Regions from separate parts of the Mus musculus genome. Here regions 2, 3 and 4 are each linked to region 1. Evidence: chromatin contacts called from public HiChIP or PLAC-seq data. All regions are on one chromosome and are shown on one strand. Each heading gives the region's core, a stretch centred on a gene start, on an enhancer-like site or on the middle of the called end of the contact. The rest is flanking DNA. Distances are from core to core; before and after follow the strand shown.

Region 1 (6,122 bases), core at 1,848-4,347:
GTCCCTCTGGGGAAGAACTGGAGAAAGGGTAACAGCAAAACCTTTGAGTGTCTTATCAAGATCCTTCCTCAGCGGAACCTGGCCACCCCTTCATTCAAGGGGTTCCGGATCTGCAAACTGTCTCAAGTCTGGAAATTGATTCACTGGCCGAGATTGCTGTTTACCACGATCTAATGTAGCCTTTCTTTCATTTGGCTGTTTACCACGATCTAATGTAGCCTTTCTTTCATTTGTTTGAGAATTTTTCTGCTTATACAGATCAAACAAATATGCAGTAGGCTTCCTATGTATTTCATTCCTGGAAACACCATGATTGGTTAGCCAGTACCAAAGGTCCAACCGAGTCATGCCATTATAAATTTCACCTCTCCTGTGCTGACCATTACTGGGTATGTTATTATAAACATTCTTTTGTCTACGCTGTCCATTATAATAACTAGAATCACCTTGTCTCCGGCGATTCAATGCTGCCACCTGGCCCTTGTTACCTCGGAATCCAACTAAACCCAGTGAATTTAATTCATCTAATTGAGCAGAAGCATCTCCAATGCTAAGATCTGGCACAAGGAAAAGGGAAAGAACAAAACCCTTCAAATGTGCTGGTGCCCCTCTCACCAATTTGCGTCTTATAGAGCTGGTGAAAGGCATATCTTCTGGACCTTCCCATTGTGGACAATTATGCTTTACACAATATATCCACTCTAGCATTGCAATTTCCCTAAGTCTTAAAATCCCTTCATCAACACTAAGCCACGGAATATCAGGCATCTCCAAATCATTTCCAGTAGGCCATCTTTTGATAAACACCTCAGCCAACCATTCAAACAAACTTTTGGCACCTTTTTTAACTATGCGAGCTTCCGTATTAAACCTAGAATCTCTACTCAGAGGACCCATGTCAATAAACTCAGCCTGCTCTAGTTTTATGTTCCTTCCACCCTTATCCCACACCCTTAAAATCCATTCCCACACATATTCACCAGGTTTCTGCTTGAATGAATTAGCAAACTCATTAAGCTCCTTAGTAGTGTATCTAATTTCCTCATGGACTACACTTTCTACCTCCCCTCTAGGAGCCTGTTTTGCTTTGAGTCTGGTTACAGGTCTAGAAGAAACTATTGGTGGGCCTCGAGAAACATCAGTAGTGAAAGTCATTGCTGGTTTATCAGACTCTGCAAAATTAATTTCCTCATGTGGCGAAGGCATTATTTCAAGGGGTGGGGCTGAGGGTACTACTTCCTCATGTGGGGCAAACCCTTGAGAATCTGAAGATTCAAAATTCTCAGCTTCAACATGGTCTTCCCACACATCCCATTCTTGTTGTAGGATCCCATTCTTTGCCAATTAGAGCCCTTACTTTAACTGTTGACACACTCTGAGGCTGAGACTTGAATTTTCACTGTAGTTCAGCCAACCTTACAATGAGAGTTTCTGTTTGATTTTCTGCAACTTGAGCTCTATTGCTACAAGAGAGAAGATTCTCCTCAAGGACACACTTAGCAACTTTTAGATCGTTTACTTGTGTCTGGAGCCTTTCGATTTTATCACACAACTCCTTCCTTTCATTCATCATTTTTTCCACAGATACTAAGAGCAGCCAGCCAGTAAAATCATTTTCCGATTTTTTCCCCATCTTGTAGAAAGCTTTGTGCACTGAATCACCTAATTCATTAAGAAAATCAAGGTCATTAGCTTCTTTAAGTTCAGAATATAGTTTCAACCATGGGTCTTCAAAATTCTCTGAGCTCCCAGGAGGGAGAGAATCTGGAGAGGTTTCAATAGTTGAAAGTGCTGGTGGATCAACAAGCCAATTCCAGTATTTTAAAAGATTCATCCTTGTACTTCTGTTACTCTAGAACCACTCCTGGTACCAACTTCTGTATTAGTCAGGGTTCTCTAGAGTCACAGAAGTTATGGATAGTATCTAGATAGTAAAGGAATTTATTGATGACTTACAGTCGGCAGCCCAATTCCCAACAATTGTTCAGTCGCAGCTGTGAATGGAAGTCCAAGGATCTAGCAGTTACTCAGTCTCACGCAGCAAGCAGGCGAAGGAGCAAGAGCAAGAGCTAGACTCCCTTCTTCCAATGTCCTTATATTGTCTCCAGCAGAAGGTGTAGCCCAGATTAAAGGTGTGTCCCACCACACCTTTAATCCCAGATGAAAGGCGTAGCCCAGATTAAAGGTGTGTTCCTTAAACTCGGAGATTCAATCTTCTGGAATCCATAGCCACTATGGCTCAAGATCTTCAAACCAAGACCCAGATAAGGATCTCCAAGCCTCCAGATAAGGGTCACTGGTGAGCCTTCCAATTCCGGATTGTAGTTCATTCCAAATATTGTCAAGTTGACAACCAGGAATAGCCACTACAGTTGCTCTTGCAGAGAACCTAGGTTTGGTTCCCAGCCCCCACATGACTGCTCATAACTCTCTGTAACTTCAGTTCCGATGGGGGCGGCAGGTTGGAGAGGTGCGGGGGAGTGGGATTCCAATACCCTCTTCTGGTTTTCCCAAGTACCAAGCATGCATGAAATGCACATGTGTATGCAGGCAAAACACCCATACATATGAACAAAAATAAATCTTAAAAAAAGAAAAGTAAAGACAAGACTTGGACTAGTCGCTTCACGCATCTGAGCCTATTTCTGAGTTGATATGTGAAGGGAGATGTTCAAGGTATGTAACTAGCCACTAGACTCTTTGCCTGCTAAGTCTTGTCTGCGCTTTGAACTTGGACAGCCTGGCGGCAGAAGGACCACTGTGTGCTCAGGAAAGGGCTGTGCTAGCTCATAGTCCCTGCTGGTTGAAGGGAAACCCAGGGAATCTTAAGGGCCCCATACTGACCAAAAAGACAAAGTAGGTGGTTTAGAGCTTGGTTTAAAGTCGCCAGAAAGCCACTAGTCACCTGTTTGAGCTATGTAAGGTTTACGAGGACTTGGAATTGCCATCGTCAACTAACAGACAGATAACCCAGAGTATAGAAGCCCAGCCAATCTACTGGTATCATCTAGTGCGTTGTTAGACTGAAAACTACAACTCCCAGAATGCCACTCAAAGCTGATCAGGAACCGGAAGTGGCTTTGGGGCGGGACCAACTGTGTTCTCTTCTGAGCAAGGTGTGTTAGGTAAGCCAAGATCTGGTTCTGAGGGTTGGCTAGAGACTGCGGGGTCCCACCGAGACGCCTAGGCACCCCACAGCCCTGGGGAGTCTGGGTCTTGCCTTTCCTCGGTCGCAGCACGCGAGTCAGTGTGACCCGCGTTCCCTGCAGCCTGGGATCTAAGCAGGTGTTCTGGTGCTGAAGGTGGTTGGGCTCAGAATGAGAAAATGAGAGACCTATGCAAACAGGATGATTGGACACTTAGCGACGGCGTTTGTGCTCATCAGGTGGGACTTGGGCTAGAAAAGGTCTAAGGCGGAGACGGCGGTGTTAACTCCAAGTATTTATTGAGAGTCTGAGTAAACGGAACATTTAATTTTATTGGAACGGTGTGAAAAAATCAGACAAAAAATAAGTAGGTGGTGTTGGATAGTGAAAATATGCCTGATCTGAGGACGTGTGAGACTAAGGGAAGAGCATGTGGGCAGAGATTAACAGTTTATGTAGACATTGGGATATTTAGTATGTTTGGGAAATAGGTAGGTCACAGTTTATGCAGACATCGGGATATTTAGTATGTTTGGGGAATAGGTATACCACAGAGCGTAAAAGAAAATGATGGAGGAGGGGCTACCAGGAAAGATGGCTCTTGCTGAGGATGGGAGTTTAGTTCTCAGCACCCATGTCTGGGCGACTCATGACTGCCTGTAACTTAAGCTCCAGACACCTGTACTGAACTGATGCACACATAGCCACATACATAATTTTTAAAAATAAAATGGCTCTGGTGTGGTGGTGCAAGCCTTTAATTCGGGAGGCAGAGGCGGGCAGATCTCCGTGAGTTCTAGGCCACCCTGGTCTCCAGAGGGAGTTCCAGGATAACCAGGGTACAGAGAAACCTTGTCTCAAAAAACAAACAAACGAATGAATGAATGAATGGATGGATGAATGGTTGGATGGATGAATGTGGGAGGCAGAGACAGGGCAGATTTGTGAGTTGGAGGCCTGCCTGGTCTCCAACCAGTATATAGCAAGTTCAAGGCCAGCTAGGGCTACATAGTGAAACCCTGTCTATAAATAAACAAACAAACAAATAAATATAAATAAATAAATAGAATCCTCTAGAAAAAAGAAAGTTGACAGAAGGGAGAGAGCCCTTAGTGATCTGTGCAGATAGTGTGTAGATTTTGGATTACGGTGAGTGAAATAGAAAATGCTGCTGACTCTGGCCAGAAGAGTGGTGTAATTCTCAAACATTTAGATGCTCTTATATATCTGCTGCTACATACTTGTGAATATATATATTTCACAGATTTATTTTGAGACAGGGTCCCAGGTAGTTTAGACTAACCTCAAAGTCTTTATGTAGCCAAGGATGAACTTGAACTTGAGCCGTGAACTTCTGACCCTCCTGTTTCTTTTTTCGTTGTGCTAGTAGTACCTAAGCTGTCACAGCTGGTTTATGTTATGGGTTTGAGACAAGGGCTTTATGCATGGTAGGCACACGCTCTCCTGAGTTACTTCCCTGGTCCTAGGATGCTCTTTACTGTGTGAGGTTCACTATAAGTTCTTGAAGGATTTGTTTGTAGAGTAGGGAAATGGGAGGACCTGTTTGAGTTACACTCAAAGCAGTTGAAAGTTGGAACCTCATAAAGATGGAATGGATGTCACCACCAAATCCCCAGGATATACCATCACTGTGTCGGTTCATTAGTAACCATTGAGTGACTAAGGCTCAGAAAGAGTGCTTGTTCATTTGAGATGGGGTATAATCACTGTGTCTGCTAGACTGGCCTAGAACTCATAAGCCCCCTGCCTCAGCCTCTCAACTGCTGGGGTTAAAGTTATACCACTATCCCTGCCTTTAGAATAGATATTTTAATTAAGAGGTAAAATACCAAATCTGAGCATAGATAATGTCTTGTGTAGATTCATCGGATCTGTATTTTTTTAAAGATTTATTTTAAATTATGTGTATGTGTGCATATACATGTGTGTGTTCACACATGCACACACACATGTGTGTAGGTGCAAGTGCCATTAGAGTCTAGAAGAAAGTATCTGAACCCCTAGAGAGAAACTATAGGTAGTTCTGAACTACCTGATGTGGGTACTCGTAATAGAACCCTGGTCCTCTTTAAAAGTAGCAAATGCTCTTTAACCATTGAGCAGCGCCTCCAGCCCCCTGATCTGTGCATCTTGATGCTCAGCTACACCTTGGCTTTTTGAGGACCCTTAGATGATAACCTCTGTTCTGCATTTACTGAATTTGCATTGTGTGGCCAGGACTTATGCTGTCCACCAGGGATGCAGAGCTGAAGAAAGGTGGGCTCTGCCATTAGGAGTGTGCAGTCACATATAATACAGGCTCTTAGGGTGGTGGTTACTGGTGCCTTTATTTGATCTCCTGGTATGAGAAACATCTTCAGGGACTATAGAATTTAGAAAGGCACAAGGAACAAAAAAGAAAGTAGTTAAGTTTAATAAATACTAACTATTGCTGTTTAAGATTTATTTATTTTTATGTGTATAAGTATTTTGCTTTCCTGTATGATTGTGAACTATCATTCCTTTGGAGGCCAGAAAAGGGCTTTGGATCCCCTGGAACTGGAGTTAACAGAGGATTGTCAACCACTGTATGGGTGCTGGGAACTAAATCCAGGAAGAAATTGTTTAAGAAGCCCTGAACTCGCAGGGCAAGATGGTGAACACTTAGTCCCGAAACTCGGGTGAGTCTCTGTGAGTTCTCGGCCAGCTTGCACACGCACCACTGGTGTCTTGAACACCACGATTACAGTGCTTCTCACATTTTTTCAGCCTCAGGCCTGGATGGGACAGTGCATACCCTCAGTGCTTCCTCTTGCAATGGCGCTCAGATATAGGGCAGATTTGAGGCTTGGCAAGAGGTTCTGACCTGTCACCAGAACCCCAGAAATCTACCACACTTTTTTTACTGGCTCAGAACCTTGTATGTAGTAGATACTTAAGAAATATTTGCTAAAGGACTGATTTGAAAGTAAGCTG
Region 2 (5,729 bases), core at 1,192-3,691, 740 kb after region 1:
AAAACAAAACAAACAAACAAAGTATTCTGGCTTTTAAAAAATGTATTTTTAAATACTCATGAACACTTATGCCACTAACTAAAATAATTGTTTATTATGAAATAAAAACTCTTCCAAAATAGCAAGATTTAAGAATACTTATGCCAGTGATTAAAATAATTATTTATGATGAAATAAAAATTTTTCCAGAACATAAATGTTTGAGTTAAGGCAAAGTCATGATTTTTTAAAATGTTTTTATTAGGTATTTTCTTCATTTACATTTCAAATGCTATCCCAAAAGTCCCCCACATGCTCCCCCACCCACTCCCCTAACCACCCACTCCCTCTTCTTGGCCCTGGTGTTCCCCTGTACTGAGGCATATAAAGTTTGCACGACCAAGGGGCCTCTCTTCCCTGTGATGGCCGACTAGGCCATCTTCTGCTACTTATGCAGCTAGAGACACGAGCTCTGGGGATACTGATTATTTCATATTGTTGTTCCACCTATAGGGTTGCAGACCCTATTTAGCTCCTTGGGTACTTTCTCTAGCACCTCCATTGGGGGCCCTGTGTTCCATCCAATAGCTGCAAAGTCATGATTTTTATAGCCATGTCTTTCAGCAGCAGAAAAGAACACAGATCCCTGAATTGTACACAACCAAAGGAAGCCTTTCCTATTTCCCTGACTTAAACATTTCCATTCTTAAAGCATTTATGTTTTTTGATGGAAGGATAAAATTAGTGTGATGTGAGGTCGCTTGACACACACATGAATTTAGCCACTAGCCTGTATTGAAGTCCGGAGTCCATTCCCAGTGGACCAGAGCCCTGCCTGTGAGAGACTAAGGTAGCAAAGTACCAGACACAGCTGGCAGAGCACCTGGGAGCCAGAGACAGCTGTCTTTAAAAGGCTGGAGGAGAAAGAGCAAAGTGGAAGGATACGCACTGTTGCATATTACATATGTGGTATATGGTATGTGTCCATATTGTGTTGATATATTGGGTATTTCGGTAAAAATAGGCAAGAAGTTTGAACGAACACTTCACAAAAAAAGAAAATCCAGCTGGCCAATAAACAAAAAGGTGTCAGCAAATGTGAACACAGGGCATTGGTGTTGTGGATCAAAGCCTCAATGAATGCGGCTCCTCTCTACCAGTGTAGCTACAATGTAGCAATTCTTGTTAAACCGAAGTGGTTTAACTTAAGTGGGAACCACTTGCAAGTAGCATTAATCCTCTGCTCATCTCTCCTAGAGACTCAACTCTCCAACTCAGCTTCCTGCAGACCATGAGAAAGAATAATCTGAGCCACACTAATATTCTGAATTTCCACTACTAGCAAAGTACACTTTTAAAATAGGATGCATTCATATGGAAATACCATATTATGTTCATATGGTAAATTCGCTGGGGATGAAACCTATAAATTGAACAGTAGGAAAGAATGGTGCGTCACAAATTAGCCTCAGCAGCGAGCAAGAGGCACCAACCTGACAATAAGGGCAAGACTTCTGGAAGGGTCCACAAAACAGTGTCTTAGAAGGGAGAGGTGGGTGACTGGGGAGCGGGGTCAGGCTGTTGGTTGGCTTGCACAGGTGTTCTTACTATAAAATTCAGAAAGCTACACACTAATATGTGCCCTGAAAGTATTTACACCCACAACAAAACGCTTAAAAATAAGTCCTTGGGAATAGTAAGTCCCTGCTTTGTTTAAAAATACACCCCACTTCTCCCTTGAAAAGGACATTCTTAATAGGGCGAGGGTTTTATAATACAGTAATGCATTAGGAAAATACTTTTCAGCGTTTCTCCTTAGGCATCTAGGAATTAAGATTTCCCTCACCAAAAAATACGGTAGGATAATCCAACGGAGATGTTCCCTGTGCCTGTTTGGATTCGTTGGTAGGAGCCGTTTGTTTATTGAAACACTTAAAGGCTTCGGTTTGGGTTTAAGTGGTTTGTTCTGGAGAGAACACATTAGCCTTTTAAGAAGGAGGAACTTTCATTCCGATTATTTTAAGTGGTGATTTCGGACGCTCCAGTCTCAATGCTGTGTAGGGAGAAGGCGTTCAATTCTGCGTTGGAATTGCACGTCCACAGATGGTTATTAAGCCCTGGGCCCGTGCCAGTCCTGGCCGAGGGGACAGGTTGCCTCTTCAAAGGAAGCTAGGTGTAGCTGTGCTGACTTTACTGGAACATTCTAGACGAGAGTAAAGATCTGCGCGACTTTGTCCAGATACCTCCAACGTAGCATAAAATCAAGTTGGAGAAACCGAGAACAAGGCAGGGAACCACACATTCCCCTGCCTCCGGGGCTGGGGTGGCCCTAGATCCTAATAGCGAGTGTTGCTCCCAGGCCGGGGACCGCGCAGCACCCTGTCGCCCCTGGTAGAGCAGGAGGGCGGGGAGGGCGGCGGGTTGGGGCGGGGCGCGGTGACAGCAGAACAGGGCCCGCCCCCGGCTTCCCACCCGCGGCCGCCAGGGAACTCGCCAAGCCCCGCGTTCCGCTCATTGCCGCCGCCCGCGCTCGCGCCACCCCGCATCCCGGTAAGACCCCCCGCCCGCCATCCCTAGGTCCCCCTCGGCCTCGCGGGGCTCCCTGCCGCCGCGCCGGGGCGCAGCCATATCTGGGCAAAATATTCAGCTGTCGCAGCCGCTGAGAAGGGACTGAGCACGGTTCCCTCTATAAATAGCCGCCGCCTCGGGTGGCCTTCGGGGATCGGGGTCCGGTTCCCCAGCCTGATGATCGGGTCGCTGGCGCTAAGCGTCCCTGCAGCCTGATGCGCCCAACCCTAGTCAGGGCGCCCGGGGCACTAGACCTGGTCTCCCGGGGACCTTGGGAGCCGCCCGGGGTGCCTTGGGCATTGGCACGTTGTGAGCTGGTCACGAGCCCTCCTGGGAGTCTGGGGAGGAAGGGGATACACGCTCGGGGGACGCTGAGTCCTCTGAGCACCGATCTGGCCGGCGCCTGAAAAGTTTCCCAAACTGCTGGAACTAGCTGAGGTTTAAAGCACCAGCTGCGCTTGCCTCGCTGCGCGCAACCAGGTAGAGGCAGGAGGCCACTGGTTGTCTCCAGTTTGAGGGGCGGCCTAGGCAACCCTCCTTTCTTTTCTGGATCTCGTTTTCCTGTTTGTAAGGTGAAGTTAGGGTCCTTCAAAGAGATGGTACCCGGGGCCACGAGAGTGGCCAGGGCGTGCTCTGAACTGCCTACACTCCCCTGCACCTGTTCTGCAGTTTCAGGCAGGGTAAGGATGCTGAGGACACAGCTGCAAAAGTCAGAGACTTTGGTGGCTCTTGGAACTCAAATCCTGGCCTAGGACCCACTGTGGCCCTCGGAATAGCCTGGGAAGTGTGCCTGGGGTGTTTGGGAGCATCTCTAGGCTGAGTTGCTAGCAGCACCTCGGCAAAACAAGTGACCAAATGAACTGGGCAGGCTCAGGCAATTCAGTTCCCTGTGTGGCACCTGTGATAACTCCCTTAACCCGGAACCTCCCCAGCTCTCTGTTTAGTTACCTCTCTCAGCTTTCCCCATGAGATTCCGAAGACCTGGCAGAGCCAGACTCTAAACCCAGATTCTGGGTTCTTTCTTAGTGGGGGCTCCCTCCCACAGGGTTTATCTTTCACCCTGGGTCCCACTGTTGCCCCTGTAAGGGCTTCAGAACCCTTTGCTCAAGGTCATGCCAACCCCCACTGCAGTCTGCTTGCCTTTCCTGTCTCTACCGACCTTTCCTGGCAGGTTTGGGGACTCTGCACCCCTCTTTTGTGATCTGCTAATGTCTGGGACTTTCCCAGGCTGGAGTAATAGTGTGGAGAGTCTAGTAATAGATCCTGAAGATCGCTCCGTTTTCTCTAAAGCTATCTCCGGGCTTCACAGATAAATGAGTGAAAGGGGAATCACCCAATAGGAAGATTCTCACCGACTTCAAACCTCACAACAAACAGGCAGAGTGAAGACAGGGCGCCTGTCACTCTGGCATCTGCTCTCTAATGAGCTAGCCTTGCAGTCCACGGTTTAGACAGCCACTGGCTCTTGGGTGCCTCGCATCCTAAGTGGGAAGTTAGAGCCCTCTAAAAATAGCCCAGCCCACCTTATCAGAGTCTCACACCTTCTCTCCCTTCTTGGGCAGGGCTCTTGGCTGCAGCTTAACTACAGAACACAGGGACTAGGTGGTGTCAGCTCTAAGCAATAAAGGGAATGGCCAGGAGTTCAGGCCCCTAGCTCCAGCCCCGGCTCTGTTACCCACTCAGTGTGACCTTGAGAAATGACCTTAGTGGACAGGATGGTCTTTAGTGGCGCTGGAGTGCAGAAGAGGCAGGGCTGGAAGTCTTCTGGGAAGCCCTCTAGCTGGAGAAAAAGGAAGTGCAGGGGAGATCTGGGGCACCAGATCTGGGATGAGGACCCCAGGAGTCCAGGTGTGTGTGTGTGTGGGGGGGTGAGGGTAGAGGGGGCTGCAGCCTTCCAAGAGCCTAGTGGAGAGGTGGGCACAGTTACTACACAGGGATAGAATGCTGAGAAGTGTGGAGACTCCGTCAGAATCCAGGGTAGGCATTGGGGACTTGGTTGCAGCACAGCCGAGCATTAAAAACTAGGATTGGCTGGAGACCAAGCTGGTGCCCTCAGTTTCCCCCTGTGTACAACAGGGCTAGCCATAGTGGACACTTCATTCAGGCTGTGATAGGAAGTGATGATGGGCAAGCCCTGAGCTTCGTTAGACCCTGCCCAGTACCTTGTGAGGATGTGGTTAAGGAGACAGAGGCTGGAGCTTAAGTAGAGACAGCTCCCAACTCTCTCAGAGCGTAGATGAGAAAGGCAGTCAGAGCTGGGGCAGAGGGCAGCCCTCAGTGTTTGTGACATGGCCAGCATAAGTGGTAGAGGCAAATCAAGGGGCAACCACAGAGTGTAAGAGAATCTGAGGGGTGTGCCCATGGCAGGATTGAGGTCCTTCCTTAAGAACATGCCATATGTCACCAGCTTTGCAAGTGGCTTTCAACCCTCTAGACTTTGCTGAGCAAAAATAAAGGGGGGGCTTGGGGGTGGGGGGGAGTTAGAATGAAGCAGGCTCTGGTCTGGGCCCCTGTGTCCCCTGGCTGACTCAGTATCTGTGAGCCGTGAAGGGTGAGCTGACCCTGCTCTGGGGGCCCCATGACCTTGGCTTGCTAACTTCTGAGATGATGTCATCTATTGATGACTTCTGCTGAGCCCAGTCATATGGCTTCTTCCGGACAGTGTTTTGATTTTTCAGTCTTACTAATGGGCCAGCCCAGGCTGCCAACATTTCTAAAGAGGCCAGTTCACTTTCCCTTAAAGCCAGAACACCAGCTAGATCAATTATTTGGCTGCTAGGAGTCATTATCAGTTTAAAGCCAGGGGCCTGCTTCCTGGGATTAGCAGGAGTCACTCCCACAGCGCTGGGGGGGGGGGGGGCTGGCTCCCTTTTGTTTTATACAGTCTTCTGGTTTATTATGATGGCAACAGCCTCTGAAAGAATGAGCTCACTGGAATCAACCTAGGATGTGGTCTGGAGCCTCCTGGGCCGAGGCACTGGGTCCTTGTCTGATAGAAATGCTAAACACTCAAGCACGCACGTCCCTTGTGCCCTCCTGGAGAGGACAGGCTCCATATCACAGTGCCTGAGAGGGTGGGAAGTGGAGAAGAAGACAGGTCCCACCCCTCTGCCCCTGTCCTTTTTATACTCCGTGTTCCCTTTACCAGGCTGCCTTTTACTCTAGGATATTAGAGTAGCGCC
Region 3 (5,800 bases), core at 2,481-4,980, 530 kb after region 1:
ACCCCTTTCATTAAATGGGCCCTCAGTGGCTCAAATGAAAGATCGTCCCACATGCCTCAGAGATTTCAGTTAATAGTGCCAAAGTCACCCCCCAGGAGACTCTCTGCTTGTATTAAGACACACAAAAGCAAAGACTTTAATGATCAACGTGCCAAGCAGGCTTGATAATTTATGCTCATAATCACGGGCTGGATGTGGAAGGAGCTCTGGTTTAATCCCACTGCCTGCAGCCTGTGACTCAAATCCCCTCCCTCCGCATTCATGAAAGGCTTTGGAACACGAGGCCCCTTTCTTTGTCCCTCTCACAGAGTGGCATTCGCTGCCTCTCCTGGTTACCTGGTAACACGTACCTCAGGCTTCTAAATAGAGCGGGAATTCCAACCAAGGTGAATTTCCTAAGACTCTCAGAGAAGCTGCTGGGGCTCAAAGGCCTGAGACTGGGGGATGACAGCGATCTGCCAAGAGTCAGGAAAACTGACCTGCAGCCCTGCCTCAGCTGGGGTCAGCCGTGCAGCTCCAGGAAATCCCCTTGGGTGTGCCTCAATGTTCCCTTCTATTAAGGCAGTGGTTCTCAACCTGTGGGTTGAAACCCATTTGGGGATCAAATGAACCTTTCACAGGCGTCGCCTAAAACCGTTGGAAAACACAGATATTTACATTACGATTCATAACAGTAGCACAATTACAGTTATGAAGTAGCGACAAAATAATTTTATGACTGGGGGTCACTACCACATAAAGAACTATATTAAAGGGTCGCAGCGTTAGGAAGGTCTAGGAACTCTGCCTTAAGATGGGTAAGATCCCCTCCCTCTCGTGGCTGCAAAAATCAAGGACAACAATAGGTACAAAGGCGATGTCTAACAATAAAATATTCACACACAGGCCCTCCGGGTACAAAGATCAAAGGGCGCTCTAATATTAGGTAGTGGGCAGCTCTGAGCAAAGGCTTCTGGGAAGGGCAGTTTGCCACCACTGTCCCAGGGAAGCATCACAGAGGCACTGTCACCACTCGGAAGGAGATAATCAATAATGAACCATCACTCCATTAAAGTGGAGGTGCCTGGGAGGAGCTGAGGAGTGACTGTCACCAACACTCAAGTAAAACTGTCTGTTTCCCTTCAAACAGGGTCCCCTGGGGCTTTGTTAAAAGTGCTCCCGCTGTGTCTTTTGAATTAAAGATAGCTTTAGGGCAGCCCAGAATGAGGTGCATCTAGTGTAGGAAAAACAGTCCCCTGTGCACGGGTGCCCATACCTCCCTGAGACACAAGGACAAGGACCACACAAGCTTGTGAAGACAAGAGGTGACAGGGAGACATCATCAGGTCTGAGGTGGGTGACAGAAACCGGGTGGAAAGGACAGCTGGGCTCAGGAGTGCAGAGGCCTGCCACTAATGAGGTCCTGGAGAGTGCCTCCTGAATTGCTCCCATTGGCTCTGAGGACCCTTTATTCTCCAAGCTGGAGCCCAGGGCGAGCCTCAGAGCCCGCAGAGTTGGGGGGTGGGTGGGTGTGCGCTGGCACATTTACTTGTCATTTGGTAATTTTCAGTGAATTAGGGGTGTGGGCTTTCCATCTGCCATCTGTCTGTACTCTGGTAACCATAGCAACCGCCATCTGCCCGACAATATTATCAAGTCCAGTCCCGAAAGAGTGCTGGACAAGGGGTTGGGACCTGGAAGGTGGCAGCCTTAAGTGGACATCATGGACAAGTCCCCTGCTTTCTCTGGGTCTGGGTCTCCTCTGTACAACAGCAGCTTTGAGTTATATGCCTCGAAGGGCTCTTTTTCCTAGGAACAGAATGTCGCTCCAGGAAAAAAAAAAATCACCCAAGCCCATCAGCACAGGGAAGCTTTGGGGAGCCTGGTCAGCATTTCTTCTGTGTCCTGTGTGCCATTAGTGCTACCTGTCTCAGACAAAGGGAGCTGCGTGAGAACCAACTGCTGAGGAGGCAGATTGTAAAAACAGTGACAGAGCTACGAGGGGGAAAGATGGGACTCTGTCGGTGCACCGGGCAGACACAGCATTCCAAGCAGAGTGGGCACCACAGTGGCTCCCCTGGAGCTGCTGTGGCTGGGCAGGGAAATAGACCTGGCTCAGTGTCACTGGAGAAGCCAGGAGCTACCCAGTAGTACCCCCAGCCAGCACTGTCCCCCACTGGAGCCTGGACTGGGAAAGAGCCATAGTGACTTTTCCGTGTCACCCAGCCTGCTTCAGCCCCTCACTGTGTCTAGTAGACTTCCTGCCCCATGGCCAGCGGTCCACCAGAATCCTGGACGTGAGCACGCGTCCATGAGATGTTTGGAGGGAGAGGAGGCAAGCTGGAAGAGGAGCCCCCAGGTATCTTTCTTGAAGTGTTACCTTGGGCATCTGGCTTAGACATCCTCTCCCAGCTCAGGCCAGAAATCTCCAGAAGCCCGAAACATGGAACACTTACCACGCCGAGTTCCCCACTACCCTATCCAGATGAAACAAACACTGTTCTCTCAGAGCTCCTGACCAAGTCAAACCCCACACACAGGCAAAGTAGGCTAGCTTCTCTGGACATCCATAGACACTGCTGTTTTGGGTTTTCTTTCTTTCTTTCTTTCTTTCTTTCTTTCTTTCTTTCTTTCTTTCTTTCTTTCTTTCTTTCTTTCTTTCTTTTTTGACACAGGACAGTGATCAGTTAGGGCACTAGGGGCACTTACAATGTGGTGTTAAAAACCAGTTAACCTTTGACATCCCTAGCAGTTGGTAGTTTTCTATTGATTTCCTTAAAGCAGGACCCTTCAGATTACGTGCCCTTTAGACTGGATCAGCATCTCTGGTCCCACAATCTTTTCAGAGCTCACGTTTCCAAAGGTCTTGCCCTTTGTGGCTGGAAGCTCCTCGAAGCCCTTGGTCTGAGACTCACTGGATAGCCAGGATTCTGATGCTCTGTCTTGGTGCTTCTTGAATCCTGTGTGGGACCCCTGCACTCTGGGAATCCTCACCTTCCTTCCTCCATTCAACCTATCCACCTGGACCCATTTTCAAGTAACTATAATAACAGGTTCTTAAGCATTCACATTCCTGTTTGTTCTAGGGCTGAAGTCTGCACGCAGTGGGTAAGGTAGCAAGCAGGCTGTAGAAAGACGCGAAACACTGCTCCTGAAGGGGAAACTGAGGCCCAGGCTGTGTTGTCCACTTTTGTACAATGAAATTCTCTGTCCCACACCCAAGAGCATTGGGGTCCCGCTCTTCCCATTTGCCTGGGTCTTTCTAGGTCAAACCCCACTCACCGAACTCGCAGGGCCCATCGCGAGCCTTGTGCAGGTGGCCATGGTGCGCGCGGGGTGCATGTCGGGCGCGCAGACGTAGCGCGCAGATGCTGGAGTAGGAGCGGCCGTCAGAGCCGCAGACGGCGCCGCGTTGCGCGCACACGCAAAGCCCGGTGCCCTCGGGCGCCGTCCCCGAGGCGCGACTCGCACACACCAGGCCAGGGCCACAGCGTGAGCCCACGGGTCCCCCGCAACTCGCGCCCTCGGCGCCCAGGCAGCGCGCGCAGCAGCCGCACTCGTCGCGCGCGGAGATCCAGGGCGCTGGGCAAGGCGAGGGCGCAGGGCAGCGATCCTGCTGGCACGGGCTGCACTCGGGGTGTCGTCTACCCGCGTCGCGGAGCCCGAGACCCCGGGCCAGTGATGGCAGGAGCAGGAGCAGCAGCGGCAGACGCGGCATGGCCGGCTCCCAGACGGACGGCAGCAGCGCCTCTGCTCCTCTTAGCGCTCGGTGCGTGCAAAGCCACCGCGCCCGCCCCGCGCCCGCTGATTGGCCCGGCCCGCACCGCGGGGCGCCCCTCGGCCCGGGACCAGCGCTGCGCGGCCCTACTGGCTCACTGAACTGCAGAGAAGTCTCCAGAACAGCTCTGCCACCTCCGATTGAGCGCTGGGGGAGACTCAGCGTGGTCCAAACGGCAACTTGTCTCGGCCTTAAAATGTAATGACTCTCAGTCTTCCCACCAGGACGCCTTATTTTACTTTGCTCTCTTTCTTGTTTTGTTTAGGAAAGGGAATCTCTAGTTTAAGATGCCAGATTTTATAAATGGATAGATGGATTTCTTTCCCAGATCGAATACTCAGTTCCCCAGTCCCATTTCCAGTGGCTGCTCTGGCTATTGGGTTCTTGGGTGTGTTTTCAGGCATCTTCTCTGCCTGTACAAGCATGTGTGAGCACATAGCCCAGTCCCCTCATATAAAACATCCACTGCCCGAGTGCACGTATGATTTTGCACTTGGTCTTTTCTACTTACAGAATTTCCAGTTTCCCACCTTTTATCATCTCTGGAACCCGACTCTCTTTCAAGCAATGGGTGCACAGGTGAAAAGGCTATGTGCTCTCACGGGTCTTTCTTTCTCTCTTTCAAAATTTTTTTTCATTTAATTTAAGTGCACTGGTAAGAAGGTGTCAGATTCCCTTGTGAACTGCTTTATGGGTGCTAAGAATTGAACCCAGGTCCCCTGGAAGAGGAATCCGGTGCTCTTAAGCACTGCACCAAGACTCCAGCGCCTCATGGATATTTCTTAATGCTGCATAAATCCATGCATCTTATAGTTGACAGGGCCTTGAGGTGGCTAGATACAGTGATGTATTTTGGACTTTGTGTGGACCAGTCTTGATTGTTACACTCTGCATATTATTTAGATACACAAATGGAAATTAACCACTTGTGTTCTGACCTTTGGCTACTAAGAATGTTGGGACAGGGTCCCAGAGCACAAATCTCAGGACACCCATATTGAGGTTTGGTCTTTTGCTATGTATTGTAATGCTAAATACTACTACTACTACACACACACACCCCAGGGCCTGGTTGCATGTATACAAGTGATGCTATGTAACCTTACCCACCAAGTTATCCCTGATTGGCGAATAAAGATGCCTATTGTCTATAACTGGGCAGAAGAAAGATGGGCAGTGAGTGATTGGTTTCCCCAGGCTTGGGGTCTGAGGAGAAACCACAAGGAGGAGAGGGGAGAAGGTGCAGAAAAGAGAGATGGCATGTGGTAGGCAAGTGAGTCATGAAAACATGGCCATGAGGCTGGGCAATTGGAGTTAAGAGCAGCTCAGATGAACATAGCAAGTTATAACTCGGGGTTATTGATACGGAAGTAGACATAATAACATGGTGGGTAGATATCTACCCAGCTCTAGTGCTGACTAAGGTTTATTAAAATATAAAAGTTGCATGTCTTTTATCTGGAAACCGAATGACCTAAGGTGGGATAGAAACCCCGATTTGAGATTAAATATCTACCACAACACACCTATGACATAGCTGGTAAAGTGTGTTTAAAGACAGGGTCTGGCTGTGGGGTATCCATACAGGCTACTAGGCAGTCTGCATACTTCATCCCTGACAACGGGGACTGTTGCTGGACACTGATGTGTGGCTAGGGGCATAGATGAAGAGAGAAGAACTTACCAAACCAGGCTTCCAAAGAGCCATCCCTACTGCTCCGTGTCCGCTCTTTTGTATATTTTTGGCTTATGTCTGGAGATGGAGAAAGCCTTTCCGTGCCTGGGAAGAGCTGCTGCAGACCTCTCAAGTGACATGCAGTTTCCTTTCTTAATTCAATTCCTGCCAAGTCTGCGGTCCTCTGAGGTGGGGAGGTCCTTGTCCCCGAAAGAAGCCCTTGTGGAGGTCACTTTATGTGGCGAGCAGAGCAGAGCCATTGAATATAGCCATGTGGCCATCCATTCAAGCTCTTACCTTACAATGGGCCACGTGGAGTAGAGCTGTCAGGGGCCTTGGGAGAACGGAGGTAAGGAGTGAGGAATGGA
Region 4 (5,348 bases), core at 146-2,645, 840 kb after region 1:
CCTGGTAGCGGTCAGTGAACTCACCTGAGAGCAGATTCCCAATAAACCCATTTTTAATATATTCTCATCTGGCTCGAATTGGCTCATTTCAGGCAACTGGAGCCAGATGAGAATATATTAAAATCCTTTCTTGGAGGACTCTTCCAAAGTCTTACTCTGGATAATCTGTCCTCAATAGCAAAGGATGAGTGATAATTTGTACCACTCGCCCTTTGCTATTAAGTCCGTCAGACTACAGTACCTGTGATCATTCCTGAGAGGGTCACTTAGGGCTTCAGTATCCTGAACACCGTCTCGTTGTCCCATGTACAGACGGTGACAAATGTTAATTAATACAATATAGTACTTGCTGAATGAAATAAAGCAAGAGTTGAGGAGTCAGAGAAATAACTCTGTAGGTCCCTGACAGTTAGTCATGTAAATTTCAGAGCAGAGACCAACAGATAAAGAAAATAAGTCTTGATTCCTAAAATGTGAACAAGCTGGACTTTAGCAGAAGAACATGGTGGTTTACACACAATGACGGGAACAGAACCCAAGAAGCCATAGTTTGGAATTCGCAGTGGAAATTCCTGGAAAGATGGATTGCTTGCATGTACGAATAAATAAATGAAAAGAATAGAAAAACGATAATCTTTAAAATAAACAAAGAGAAGTAGAGCCGGAAAGATGGCAAGATGGCTCACTGGTTAAGAGTGCTTACTGCTCTAGCAGAAGACCCGGGATTCAGCACCCCCACCCCGCTCCCGCGCACTCTCCTCCTTGCTCACAGAGAGTCTGAAACTCCAGTTCCAGGATGATGTACAGACTTACAAATACATAAAATATTGCTTTAAGTCTGTGAAGAGTTTTAAGCATAGTAAATAAGTTTGACTAGACTTGCTCTCAGAGTATAGCAGGCAGTGTTAGTGGATAAACTGTAACACAGGAAGTGAAGGAGCTAATGACTCCTCCCTAAATTCTTGGATTTAAGCAAACTACCGAAACGGCCATTTACTGTAACAGGTAAGACTGAAGGAAAAGTTTGGGCTAGACCATGGACAAGACAGTTTGGTGTCCATCACAGGGCAGAGGACGTCCACATACTGTACACGTGCAGAGGAATAGAACAATTGGAACCACACCGATCAGTAGCTGGGGCGTCCGTCAGCTGGGAGAAGTAGGCAGTAGGACTACAGTGAGCAGATTCAGCCGGACGGGCCTGGATTCCCTACCGCTGAAAGTGGCTTGCCCTCCTCCCCGCTCAGGTCTCCCGAGGCGTCTACAGCGGGATGGCGAGAGAGAAAGAGAGAACACCTACCCGCAAACCCTAGGCCTTTCCTGGGTCTCCCTTCACCAACTTGGCGCTGCTCCCCGCCCTCGAGCCCACGCCCCCCGGCGCGCGCGTGCGCAGAGAGTCCCTGAGCCGTCACCTTTCTCCGGAAGTCTCCTAAGTCGTCGGCGCAGGGGCCGCCGGGAAAATCCCGCCGGGCCTGTATAAAGCCGAGGCGGGATCGCTGCGGCCCGGATAATTTAGCTCGCTGTCCAGAAGGGCCCGGGGTGGAAAGCCGGAGGAGGCGGCCGCAATTGGACTTGCAGACGCCGGCCTTCCACTGCGGAGCCCATCCGGTGCCCCTCTGCACGCGCTTCCGGCAGGCGTCGTAAGCGAGTGCGCCTGCGCGCCGCTCAGTCCGCGCGCCTCGCCGCTGACCGCGCACCGGCCGGCCGGCAGCCCGACGGTTCTGGGGTTGCAGGCGGCTAGCAACTCAGATCGGCTGCGCACCAGCAAGCAGCATGTCGCGGAGGCGGCACAGCTACGAGAACGATGGTAAGTGCTCTCGGCCTGGCCACTGCGTCCGGGTGAGAACCGAGGCCGGGCTCGCCTTCAGTCTCCCGGGAACGGATAGGAATCCTTTCTCCCCGGGAGGGCTCGGGGAGCCCCAAAGGGAGGCTGCTGGCTCGGTTGTGGATAGTGGCTTCGGGAAAGCGACGGCCTCCCTGCTACCCCATCTCCTTCAGTCATGGGAAAGGAAGGCCTGGTGAATCCCGTGAGCAAATCCGACCTGGGGTCCCGCGACACTGAGGACTTAATCCCTCACTACTGATCATGGAAACCGCACGTGTGTCTGTCTGCTGCTGCCTCTTAGGATCACTTAGTGGAGGAGATATATCTAGTGGACCAGTGTTTTCCTTTTAGCCCTCCAGGGTGTACTTGGAAAGGACCCTGGGAAGACAGGAAAAGAACAAAGCTATGACAGAGGTCGGATGTATTGCAATCTGAGCCCTTCTCCTCCACCTGCCACCCGCTGATTCCCCTCTTTTAGGCTTCAAAAAAAGAATACCAACACCCCAGAGGTCACTAATAAACAGGCACGGGGTGTTTTGTTGGATTGGCTTTAAGCATATTTCCCTTATAAGAAAGTGCAGGAAAACCCGAGCAGATTATTAATTCTCATGTCAGTTTTGATGGTCGCCGGCAAGGACGTCGTTGTGTTGCCATAAATTTTGTTTTGTTGCACCATTATTGCCTTTCAAGAACACACTTGGAGCTGTTAGTGTTAGGTCCAAAGGGTTAAGGCAAGAAAAAACTTTAGAACCGAAGGGTTTAGGTTCGAAGCTCGACATCTCGATTATTTACTATGTGATCTTGTCAGGGTCATATGACTTCTTAAACCTAAGCGTGGACTGTGGATAATACTAAGCCATTTGGTTTCTACGGGGGGCTAAATGAGATATTGTGCTCACCAGTAGTTCATGATGATGTTTATTTTGTCAACTGCTAATGTCTCAGAGGTGATACACACAGATAAATGCTGACATCGTTGAGAAAAAAAGCCCTCCCTCCCCCAAGTTTAATTGGGTTAGCTTCCTCCCTTGGAATGTTAAGACAACCAAGCGAATCCCATATAGTGGAGCCCCAGGTTTCTGCCAGTAGTACCTGAGAGAATGTCCTAATACATCAGGAGTGCCGACTTGCTAAACAGTTTCCTAGCTTCTGTGCTTGCAGTGGAGTAGGAGGCAGTAGAACAGTGGAGGCTCCCTCCCCTGGGTTAAGACAAACCCCACAGCGGTATAGTGCAATTCGTTATAAGGTCACGGGGTTGTGGAGAATAATGTGAGGTAAAGGGTGTAGAGACCAAAGTGAGAGAGAAGCTGGTTAGGTAAGGCCTCCTTGCAGATGGCCTATGGCTTCAGTGATGTGAGGATGAGCCGTGTGGATGCTTGGAGGAAGCAGAGGTCCAAAGGAAACCGTGAGTTAAGGTTAGAACATTTCTGTCGTGTTAGAGAACAGACAGCAAGGAGGTCATTGTTGGTAGAAGAGAGAAAGTGAGGGTAGAAGTTGTGAGACCGGGGAGTTTAGATGAGCCTCTTACCTCACTGGGCCACTTGAACATTTCTGTTAGGACTATATGATTGGGGATTCACAGAGATACTACAAGGTTGCTAATCAATAAAGTTCCCGTAGTTTATTTAGAGTCACAGAAAGGGCTATGGTAAATGGAAAGTATCAAATCTAACTCAGTCTTAGACTCTTTTGTTTGTTTGTTTTTGAGACAGGGTCTTTATGTGGCTGTCTATGTATGTAGTCCTGGCTGTCTAGAACTATGCAATTCAGGCTGGAACGCCTGTTCCTATGTCCTGGCTAGATAGATCCCACTGACTGCCCTGCCTTACCCCAAGGGGAATACCATACTTGGCAGGCTTAGATTCCTTAACAGTATCTCTGAACTTCTTCAGTAATGTTGGATATACATTTTATCAGTGTGAAGTATATTGTCTTATTGTTAAGAAGGAATTTAGGCCCGGCGTGGTGGCGCACGCCTTTAATCCCAGCACTTGGGAGGCAGAGGCAGGCGGATTTCTGAATTTGAGGCCAGCCTGGTCTACAAAATGAGTTCCAGGACAGCCAGGACTACACAGAGAAGCCCTGTCTCGAAAACCCAAAAAAAAAAAAAAAAAAAAGAAGGAATTTAGATTGAATCTTAGTCAAAAGTCCAGATAGCCTATTCTACTTCCACTTAGGTCTTTATATTTTATTGTGGCTGATGTTTTTACACTTAACTGTATGAAAAGTTTGTTATACATAGGGACAATATACTTTGTTTCAGAAGTGATATTCTTCTACCATTTTAAATTCTAGTTTTAAGTTTGTAGAGTCAAAGTTACTTTTTTCTTTTATGGTGGTGTTTTTTGTCTACTTTGTTGATCTGAATTACAGTCTGATTCTAACAAGGGCATAGGAAACAGTACAATGTATCTTTGTAACATTCGGTTCCTATTGCAGGGAGAAAAGATCTGGTGTCTTGTTTGTTTGTTTGTTCTGTTCTGTTCTGTTCTGTTCTATTGTCTGTTTTCCACCCACCCACCACCTCTGGTTTCTCTGTGTAGCCCTGGCTGTGTAGACCAGGCTGGCTTCAAACTCAAAAGATTTGCCTGCCTCTGCTGGCATTAAAGGCCTGCACCACCATGCCTGGTGTCTTAAGAGCCTTTAGAGTGGTTATTAACATAAAGGCCACTTACTCTGCACTACCAGTGTTTGTAGCAATATGTAACTTTTACATATATTATAAAACTTACATAGCAAGTAAGCCTTTTCTGGATTATGGTGTCAACATAAACCTGTCTCTCTTTTATTGTTCAGGGTATGAAAACATACAGCTAGTTCTCCAAGAGGTGTCTAAAATATCCAACAAAGTGCTTTTCAGCCTTCCTGGTGCTGTGACCCTTTAATAACTCATGGTGTGGTGACCCTAATCATAAAATTATCTCATTGCCACTTCATAACTGTAATCTTGCTGTTGTTGTGAATCATAATGTAAATATCTGATATGCAGGCCATCTGGGGGTCATTTGACTCCCAAAGGGGTTGCAACCCATAGGTTGAGGACTCCATCTATAAAGATATCTTTTTCTTACTCCAGCTGATTTTTTTTTTTTTTTTTTTGGAAAAAGGTCTAAAAAACAAACAACAATAAAAACCCCCTATACGTGATGAATTTAGGCCAGTTGACCAAGGAGCTCCAGGGATCTGCCTGTTTCCATGTTCTCTAGGTTACAGGCAGGTGTTACTAAGGCAGATTCTCATGGTTGTTCAGGAAGGACTTTAGTGAGCCACCCCCACTCCCTAAAGTGTATGGATTTTGTCTGTGTCTATGCACATGGTGTGTGTGGGCCAGGCAGAGGCATTGGGTGTCTTTCTGTCACTCTCTGCCATATTAGACTGAACATATTAACCAGCAAGCCCCAACAGTCCTCATGTCTTACCTCCCATAGTAATGGGGTTGGGGGTACCTTGTATGGTTGTCCTGGCTTTCTTTTTTTTTAAGACAGGGTGTCCTAGTTAAGGTTATTATTGCTGTGATAAAATG

What was found. HiChIP or PLAC-seq counts read pairs in DNA pulled down with a chosen protein or histone mark.
Region 2: an H3K4me3 HiChIP or PLAC-seq map of embryonic forebrain shows a contact between it and region 1, with 5 times the contacts expected there. The contact joins the promoter of Tmod1 here to the promoter of Trmt10b in region 1. A contact is called at or near these places in 1 of 39 promoter capture datasets (liver), 2 of 115 datasets of contacts at active chromatin or transcription factors (embryonic forebrain and embryonic stem cells) and 1 of 9 other capture datasets (embryonic stem cells).
Region 3: a contact with region 1 is called in an H3K4me3 HiChIP or PLAC-seq map of forebrain, with 3 times the contacts expected there. The contact joins the promoter of Igfbpl1 here to the promoter of Trmt10b in region 1. A contact is called at or near these places in 12 of 39 promoter capture datasets (the 3T3-L1 cell line, 3T3-L1-derived adipocytes, cranial neural crest and 7 more), 2 of 15 datasets of contacts at CTCF or cohesin (large pre-B cells and pro-B cells), 3 of 484 Hi-C or Micro-C datasets (embryonic stem cells, pre-B cells and pro-B cells), 6 of 115 datasets of contacts at active chromatin or transcription factors (cardiomyocytes, embryonic forebrain, embryonic stem cells and 1 more) and 2 of 9 other capture datasets (adipose tissue and embryonic stem cells).
Region 4: an H3K27ac HiChIP or PLAC-seq map of large pre-B cells shows a contact between it and region 1, with 2.6 times the contacts expected there. The contact joins the promoter of Tstd2 here to the promoter of Trmt10b in region 1. A contact is called at or near these places in 2 of 39 promoter capture datasets (liver and pre-B cells), 2 of 484 Hi-C or Micro-C datasets (CD4 T cells and cortical neurons) and 2 of 115 datasets of contacts at active chromatin or transcription factors (astrocytes and large pre-B cells).

Annotation. Positions count from the first base shown.
Region 1 is chr4:45,294,071-45,300,192 of GRCm38.p6, forward strand. Trmt10b (tRNA methyltransferase 10B) reads left to right here and starts at 3,098. Exons shown (of 9, transcript NM_027266.4): 1 at 3,098-3,125.
Region 2 is chr4:46,036,781-46,042,509 of GRCm38.p6, forward strand. It overlaps Tmod1 (tropomodulin 1), which reads left to right and starts at 2,442. Exons shown (of 10, transcript NM_021883.2): 1 at 2,442-2,529.
Region 3 is chr4:45,823,097-45,828,896 of GRCm38.p6, forward strand. It overlaps Igfbpl1 (insulin-like growth factor binding protein-like 1), which reads right to left and starts at 3,731. Exons shown (of 5, transcript NM_018741.2): 1 at 3,262-3,731. The coding sequence starts at 3,697. It also overlaps a transcript of Stra6l not described here.
Region 4 is chr4:46,137,080-46,142,427 of GRCm38.p6, forward strand. It overlaps Tstd2 (thiosulfate sulfurtransferase (rhodanese)-like domain containing 2), which reads right to left and starts at 1,396. Exons shown (of 10, transcript NM_173033.3): 1 at 1,301-1,396. It overlaps Ncbp1 (nuclear cap binding protein subunit 1), which reads left to right and starts at 1,432. Exons shown (of 23, transcript NM_001033201.3): 1 at 1,432-1,807. The coding sequence starts at 1,774.